Regions from separate parts of the Mus musculus genome. Here region 1 is linked to region 2. Evidence: chromatin contacts called from public promoter capture Hi-C data. All regions are on one chromosome and are shown on one strand. Each heading gives the region's core, a stretch centred on a gene start, on an enhancer-like site or on the middle of the called end of the contact. The rest is flanking DNA. Distances are from core to core; before and after follow the strand shown. Region 1 holds the start of Psg28 (pregnancy-specific glycoprotein 28). Region 2 holds the start of Psg16 (pregnancy specific glycoprotein 16).

The links. Promoter capture Hi-C pulls out the DNA fragments that hold promoters and counts their contacts.
Region 1: a contact with region 2 is called in a promoter capture Hi-C map of embryonic stem cells, with 5 times the contacts expected there. The contact joins the promoter of Psg28 here to the promoter of Psg16 in region 2. A contact is called at or near these places in 2 of 39 promoter capture datasets (embryonic stem cells and liver).

The regions. Positions count from the first base shown.
Region 1 is chr7:18,430,015-18,434,314 of GRCm38.p6, forward strand. Psg28 (pregnancy-specific glycoprotein 28) reads right to left here and starts at 2,041. Exons shown (of 5, transcript NM_054063.4): 1 at 1,788-2,041; 2 at 357-707. The coding sequence starts at 1,851.
Region 2 is chr7:17,071,066-17,075,670 of GRCm38.p6, forward strand. Psg16 (pregnancy specific glycoprotein 16) reads left to right here and starts at 2,975. Exons shown (of 5, transcript NM_007676.4): 1 at 2,975-3,235.

The DNA.
Region 1 (4,300 bases), core at 791-3,290, 1.4 Mb after region 2:
TGTGGAGTCAGGGGTTTCTGGTACTCAGCTCTGTAAGATGCCCATGACTTCCACAGGCCCTTCTTTCTTCCCTCAACACTTTCTCAAGAACGGTTCCCTATGAAGGACCCCCAGATCTAGACAGAGGCTGATGTCCTTGGCTGACTTGCCCACCCTGCATCCAGGTTTGTCCAAGGTGCAATCAAATGAGGAATTCTGCACAATTGACGTTATTCTCCACCATGTGTGTCCTGCACTAAATGCTCAGTCCCCAACATGGAGACACAATACAGAGGGAAAGGAGAGACAGGTCAGGCCTGATACTTCTGTGTGCCTAGTAAGAAGACCCAACCCAGATTTCAAAAAGAATTACTTACAGTACACGTGCAAGTACAGGGATGTATTTGATACCATTTCTCCTTGTTTACTTATGGTTTGAAAGGTGTAATATCCTGTGTCCTCCTGTGTGACATTTTGGATCCACAGGGACCCGTTGATGTATAATGTCTCTCTGCCGCTGTGCTTCAGCCCCTTCGCTGTTAAACTATAGTACAGTGCAATTGCATGTCTCAAATTTGTCATTCCTCTGTACCAGCCAAACACTAGAAGATTCTCTGGCATATTGTCAACACGTAGAAGAACATTTTCTCCTTCAACCACTTGGGGTGGAAAGGATTCAATGGTGACTCTGGCAGTGGTGGGCAGGTGCCAGCAGGTTAAGAGGAAGGCTAGAAGGGAACAGAGAGAAGCAACCAATAATGAGCAGGTGTCAGCATCCCTCAGCTTATGCCTATGTCTAGGGGTATGAACATAATGGAGATGAGCAACATAACCTCCATGACCTCAGAGCTTCAGAGGGTATCATGTCATCTCTGAGGAATCCTCTACTCAGGTGTCCTCACATCATTCTTCACATAAAGAGTGTCTGGTGTCAGGAGAAGTGGCTCTCTGACCTCCTCCTCCATGCAGTCCTCACATTCTGAATTGTTTTCTGTTCCATTAAACCAGTGACTTTTTCCTCTGTATACTCTGAATTCCCATCCACAAGTAAAGGCCTTTGTAATGACAATTATTGTAATTATCTTTTTGGAAATGTCAGTTCCTGAAAAGATCTCAGAGAATAATGGGGTTGAAAAGGGGAGGGGACAAAGGAAACAGGAAAGAATAAAAGAATTAATGAAGGAAAGAAAGAAGGAAGGAGAGAGGGGCGGATGCAAGGAAGAAAAAAAGAAAGGAAGAAGGAATGAAAGAAGGAAGGAAAAAAGTAAAGAACCAAAGAAGGATATCTCCATAGATTTATCTACATAGTTCCCAAATTTACAATAAATGGCAATCATTATATTTAAGGGTGGTTTAATAATTGTGTATTTGATGCACCAGTTTGGGAAGTCACATGTCTCGGTGTGCACATGGTGGGTACATGACCCTCACCTCTGTGTACAGAAAAGACCCTGCAGCACCCTGTATCTCCATCTACCCTGTGAGAGCTGAGGAATGAATTCAGACTGTTATGTCTCCACATACTGGGCCATCTTTGGAGAGTCACCCTGTCATGGTTAGGAACATCGGTCTTCGGACCATGGCAGCCAATGTGACTGATTTTGAACAGGGACAGCTGAGGCTTTTCTTTCCCTCCTCAGCTCCTGTCTGCTCAGAGTTTCCTGCTGCCGAGCCTCTGTCCCTCACTGTACCTTCTGCACCATGACTACAAACAGAAAACCAAGTCTTCTCTAGACATCTTCAAATCAGAGGACTTTGGGCTTCTGAGTTTCCCTTCCAACACACAATCAGATAGTTGGAATATTTACCTGTTAGGAGAACCCTCTGCCAGGAGGTACACCCGTTGCTGAAAAGTTCAGATGACACCTCCATATCTCTTCTCACTATACTGGCCTTTCTCTGAGGAGAAGACCTTCAGCTCCTGCAAGGCACCTGGCCTCTACTGTCCTTCCTCCTTCTGAGATGAGTGTTCTCTCAGGCAAGAGCACTTCCCAAAATCCTATGGGCTGTGTGCGGTGGGGTCTGAGTCCATAGAAGTGCTCAGTCACTTCCACTCTCAGTGCTGCACCTCATCTTTCTCACATTTTCTCTCTTTATGATTCTCCTCCAAAAAGACCTTGAGCAACAAGGCTGATAAGCATCGACATGCCCTCAGAGAACAATGACTCATCCATGGGCTGACATCTGCTGACTCCTGGACATGAGTCTGTCAGCATCAAAGAGGGAGCTTCCATCTTTCCTACATGTCCCTGTGACACACAGACCCAGCTGAGTTCCTAGTCTGTCTTGTGTACTCAGAGCTCTGGTAAGGTGGGTTTTTGCAGCAGGAAGGAGACAAAGATGTCTGTGATGGTTGGAAGGGACCAGCTCTGTGATGACTGGGGATGAAGATAAGCTATTTATCATTAATGTCACCAGTCAAGTTCCTGAATTGAAACAGAGTACTGAGAGCAGCTGGGTGGGGAATTTAATGTTCTTTGTTATGGGGAAGAAGTGACCTGTGTGTCCTGGAAAGGACTGTGGGCTCCTAACCTATGGACTGTTTCCAGGCAACCTTCTAGCATTATGGGTTGGTTGGACTGTGTGTTGGCTGAGCCCAACTGCTCTCTAGTCTCCCTGTGTCACCTATGTCCTTTGTCTGGTTAATTTCTGCAGCAAGGGTTCTGTATTCCCCTTGGTAGATGCCAGGAGGGAGGGAAATTTCAGGATAACCAGAGAGAGGGGTATCCATAAACACAAGAAACAGAGTATTTTCGAGAGAGAGAGAGAGAGAGAGAGAGAGAGAGAGAGAGAGAGAGAGATCCAGGTTAGTAGGGACAGGAATGGAAAGTAGTCTCCTAGGCAAGGTCATAGCTCAGGGAAACAATTGTCTGAGTGTGGAGTGACAGCTGCACAAAAGAAAACACGACTTCCTGTCTAGTTCTTGGGTACTGGAGTCCTGGAATTCTTCAGAAATACTTCAGATACACAAGGATTAGTTCTAGAGTCAGATTTAACTGTACAATTGTTTTCAATCCTTGGACAATTGTTCCCTTAAGCAGGTGATGGCCAAGATTAACATCAGCTCCACCATGCTTCACAGACACTTGAGAAGGCCCCTAGGGTGGAGACACTGGATACTTGGCTGGAGACAGATAACTTGTGTTTCACATACGTCACCTGTGGACTGGGTGGGGCTCATGTGGACAAGTTGTTCCCTCTGATTCAGTTTTCCTGTGACAGAAAATGAGGGAATCAAATGATGCAGTGTCTACAAGGCAGCCTTAATCATGAAAAAGGGCCTGACACTGGGGCAGGACAGCTGTCCAGATCAGAAGCATCTGACCATTTGTCTGAGGGGAGAATTCCTTAGACTTACTCTCTGGGACTCAAATCATCAAGTAGACCTATGTACTCTGTCCCTCTCCTGGGAGCCCTGACCTTCCTGTTAGGTCTCATAAGCCATCAGAACAATTATCTGATGGCCTGGTCACCTGGGCAGCTGTGTGCTCCATTCTGAGTCACAGAAGGAGATGCCCAGTGACCCTACAGCATTAATGGTTGGCTATGCTGTGTGTTAGCTGAGCACAGTTCTTGCTGGTCTTCCTGGGTCAGCACTGCTCTTTGTCTGGGTGATTCCCCATCAGAAATCCTGTCTTATACTATGTGAGATTACAGGAGTGAGGAGACTTTCAGGTTCCCCAGAGAGAGGGGTATTCTCAGACAAAAGAAACAGAGCTGGGTCGTGGAAGGGAGATCCAGGTTAGAAGGAGCAGGAATGGAAAGCAGTCTCCTAGGCAAGGTCATAGCTCAGGGAAACAACTGTCTTGAGGATTGAGTGTGCAACCTTGTATCACTCCTGGTCTTCTCTGGGAGAAATGTGTCTCATGTCTAGGACTACAACAGGTCAAGACATCAAATAATACCTGCCCTGATCCCTCCAGCATAGGTAGGATACAGGAACCTTCATCCTGCTCACTGTGTTATACAAAACTCCTGTTTCCATCTAGTATGGGGTGGGTCTAGGCAGACTTTCAGATTCTCCCTGGGAAGTCCTGGAGTAAAGTTGCATGAAATGTGCATGAAGAAGATGGGTCCCTTGGGTGGAGCCTTTTGCTCACAAAATGTCAGTGGAAAGATGTCATGGTACATTTCAGACTCAAAGGAGAGGACAGTAATGGAAAGGGGGTATACATGTACTCACTAGCCCATGTCTGGTGTCTCAATCCTTCTTTCTCTTGGCCCACTGGATACTGAGGGGTCTTCTACCGAGGACAGGGAACAGAGCAGTGATTCAAATGGAAGTGCCAACTGCTCTTCCCTGTACACTACTCTAGGTCCC
Region 2 (4,605 bases), core at 1,725-4,224:
ACTTCTCTTGGGTGTATTCACCTCTTTTTGTTCTATAGCTTTCAGGTGTGCTGTCAAGCTGGTAGTGTGTGCACTTTCCAGTTTCTTTTTTGGAGGCACTCAGAGCTATGCGTTTTCCTCTTAGGACTCCTTTCATTGTGTCTCATAAGTTTGGGTATATTGTGGCTTCATTTTTATTAAACTCTAGAAAGTCTTTCACTTCTTTATTTCTTCCTTGACCAAGTTATCATTGAGTAGAGTGTTGTTCAGCTTCCACGTGTATGTGGGCTTTCTGTTGTTTTTCTTGTTATTGAACACCAGCCTTTGTTCGTGGTGATCTGACAGGATGTATGGGATTATTTCAATCTTCTTGTATCTGTTTAGGCCTGTTTTGTGACCAATTATACGGTCAATTTTGGAGAAATTACTGTGAGGTGCTGAGAAGAAGGTATATTCTTTTGTTTCGGATTAAATGTTTTATAAATATCTGCTAAATCCATTTGGTTCATAACTCTGTTAGTTTCACTGTGAGTCTGCTTATTTTGTGTTTCCATGATCTGTCCATGGATGAGAGCGGGGTGTTGAAGTCTCCTATTATTATTGTGTGCCGTGCAATGTGTGCTTTGAGCTTCATTAAAGTGTCTTTAATGAATGTGGCTGCCCTTGCATTTGGAGCATAGATGTTCTGAATTGAGAGTTCATCTTGGTAGATTTTTCCTTTGATGAGTATGAAGTGTCCCTCCTTATCTTTTTTGATAACTTTTGGTTGAAAGTCAATTTTATTCCATATTAGAGTGACTACTACAGCTTGCTTCTTTGGATCATTTGCTTGGAGAATTGTTTCCCAGCCTTTTACTCTGAGGTAGTGTCTGTCTTTGTCACTGAGGTGGGCTTCCTGTATGCAGCAAAATGTTGGGTCCTATTTATGCACCCAGTCTTTTAGTCTATGTCTTTTTATTGGGGGAATTGAGTCTTTTGATATTAAGAGATATTAAGGAAAAGTGATGGCTTCTTCCTGTTTTTTTTTTTTTTTTTTTTTTTTTTTGTTGTTGTAGGAGGTGGAATTATGTTTATGTGGCCATCTTCTTTTTGGTTTGTTAAAAAGAAGATCATTTTATTGCTTTTTCTAGGGTGTAGTTTACCTCCTTGTGTTGGAGTTTCCCTTTTATCTTCCTTTGTGGGGCTGGATTTGTGGAAAGATATTGTGAAAATTTGTCTTTGTCATGGAATATCTTGGTTTTTCCATCTATAGTAATTGAGAGTTTTGCTGGGTATAGTAGCCTGGGCTGACATTTGTGTTCTCTTAGTGTCTGTATGATGTCTGACCAGGATCTTCTGGCTTTCATTGTCTCTGGTAAAAAAATCTAGTGTAATTTTGATAGGCCTGCCTTTATTTGTTACTTGACTTTTTTTCTCTTACTGCTTTTAATATTCTTTCTTTGTTTTGTGCATTTGCTGTTTTGATTATTATGTGACGGGAGGAATTTGGAGCTCTGTAGTCTTCTTTTATCTTCATGGATACCTCTTTCTTTAGGTTAGGGAAGTTTCCTTGTATAATTTTGTGAAGATATTTGCTGGCCCTTTACCTATTATCCTTAGGATTGGTCTTCTCATTGGGTCCTGGGGATGTGGCTCAGTTGATGGAGCACTTTCCCAGCATGGAAGAGGCCCTAGATAGCATCATCAAGGAATGAAAACGGCACTGTAGAGAGAATATCTTGTGTCTGTATAGATGTGGCACTTATCAATAAAAATCTGGTGGCTTCTGGCTTAGGCAGGAAATAGGAGGTGCGACATCTTGGAGGCAGAAAGGATCTGGGATAGTAACAGGTACGGGAGACTTGCCTAAGAAGATGTGACAAGACCTGAGCACAGGTAATGTAGATTAGAATAAATAGACTATTACTTACTATTTTCCTGACCCTATGGGTACCCCAATTTAAACACACATATGTAAAGATTCAAAGCTAGCACCCACAAATGTGAGAGAACACATGCCATTTGTCTTTCTGGGTCTGGGTTACTTCACTCAGAATCATTATTATTTCTGAAACAAGGTCTCTCTAAGGTAGCCCTGGCTGGCCTCCAACTCACTGTATAGATGAGAATGATGTTGAAGCCCCTATCCTCCAGCCTCCACCTCCCAAGTGCTGAGATTACAGGCATGTACCACTATGCCCTGTAGAAGTTTGATGGTTCTTCCTCCCAGTCCCATGTTCCCTAAAATAAGACTCAGACTCAAAATATATTTACCAACACCTTGGCCATATAGCTAGGCTCTTCTCTGACTAGATCTTAACTTAAAATAGTCTATTTATTCTAAGTGCTCCATCAACTGAACCACATCCCCAGCTCTGATTTTTGTTCATCCTTGAAGCTGGTGCCTAGCCTAAGTGACAATGGGATTTTAATTCCACTCTTTTATTTTTCAAAGATTTTTTATTTTTGTTTTATGTGTATGAGTGTTTTTCCTGCATGTGTGTCCAAGAACCACATACGTGCCCTGCCCCAGAAGAAGCCAGAAGAGAGTGTCGGAGGAGGTCTTGGAGCTCTGGATGGTTGTGAGCTTCCCCGGAGATGCTGGCAACTGAAGCAGGGTTTTCTGTAAGAGTAACATGTATTCTTTACTGTTGGGCCATCTTGCCAACTCCTAATTCTACTTCACATAAGTAACTACTGAAGACATTGTTTATTACTAACAAGGTCCCCCTCACATCCCCTCCCCATTCCATCTTGTTCCAGGTTCTGTCTGATGCACCATTTTATAACGCTGCGGACTGTTTTTGCCATTGACTGTCCTTTCCTCACAATAAAAGACACAAGAAAACTGGGCTGCTTTTAAGGTGCTCTTGTTTTTGCTGTCATAAGTCATTCCACAGTCCAGGGCCGACCAATGCCCCAATCTCCTATTTGCATTGTGTCAGCCATAGCCCAGAGTGTCCACTAGGTGGCGAGCTCATTCCAGCACCTGAGCTCTTTTGTACAATAGGTGGTGGCGCTTACAAATGAGGACATTTTGGGAGTCTTGATACTTGCAGTATCATTATGAGAGTGGGTGGACAGGGTGACCAGTGGGAAGCCAGCCTCATCTACGTGGTCTCTGGTCAATGTCCAGGAATTATGAAGTGTTTATTGGCTCCACCCGACTTCACCGTTTTAAACACAGAGAAACCAGGAAAAAGCAGGGCAAGAGCTCGTTGACTCCCTGGCTTCAATCATCTGATGACCTAGATACCAGCAAGTGACCAGCTGGTGGGTATGTATACAGCATGGAGACGCTGGGCAAGGGCGGCTCTGGGTGGGAGAAATGTAAGTAAGATAGCATGTGGGCTTTGCTGTAGTGGCTGTTTATTTGGCTTATCTGTAAACCACAGCTTTTTTTTCTGTGTGTGTGCGTGCGTGCGTGCGCATGTGCGTGCGCGTGTGCATGTGCGTTTCAGCGTGTGGCCTCAGGCAGCTGCTACTGCTGTCTAGATAATAAAGCCCAAATCGCTTAGCACTTTTGAATCCCGTCTGGGATGTGGTAGTCTCCTCTCAGGCGAGTACTGTGGCCATCTGTCGCCTCGCACACCTGACTCAAGTTAGTCTGTTTTCATTCCCATCCTCTAACAGTTAAAACCAAGATGACTTTGCGAAAGAGATCAGCAAAGGCCTAATCGATTCATACAATTCCTCCATTTTGATTGAGGCGTGTGAATAACTTGATTTCCTCCCTAGTCTTGACTTCTCTGTGCCATCGCTCTCTGTAAAGGCCTACCAGGAGAGGTGTTTATTTTATTTTATTTTTAAAAAACTTTTTACTAGATATTTTCTTCATTTACATTTCAAATGCTATCCCAAAAGTCCCCTATATCCTCCCCCCTACCCTGCTCCGCTACTCACCCACTCCCACTTCTTGGCCCTGGAGTTCCCCTGTACTGGGGCATAAAAAGTTTGCAATACCAAGAGGCCTCTCTTCCCAATGATGGCCGGCTAGGCCATCTTCTGATACATATGCAGCTAGAGACACGAGCTCTGGGGGTACTGGTTAGTTCATATTGTTGTTCCACCTATAGGGTTGCAGACCCCTTTAGCTCCTTGGGTATTTTCTCTAGCTCCTCCATTGGGGGCCCTGTGATCCATCCAATAGCTGACTGTGAGCATCCACTTATGGATGCTAGGCCCCGGCATAGTCTCACAAGAGACAGCTATATCAGGGTCCTTTCAGCAAAATCTTGCTGGCATATGCAATAGTGCCTGGGTTTGGTGGCTGATTATGGGATGAACCCCCAGGTGGGGCAGTCTCTGGATGGTCCATCCTTTTGTCTCAGCTCCAAACTTTGTCTCTGTAACTCCTTCCATGGGTATTTTGTTCCCTATTCTAGGGAGGAGCGAGGTATCCCCACTTTGGTCTTCCTTCTTCTTGATTTTCTTGTGTTTTGCAAATTGTATCTTGGGTATTCTAAGTTTTAGGGCTAGTATCTACTTATCAGTGAGTGCATATCAAGTGACTTCTTTTGTGATTGGGTTACCTCACTCAGGATGATACCCTCCAGATACATCCATTTGCCCAAGAATTTTATAAATTCATTGTTTTTAATAGCTGAGTAGTACTCCATTATGTAAATGTACCACATTTTCTGTATC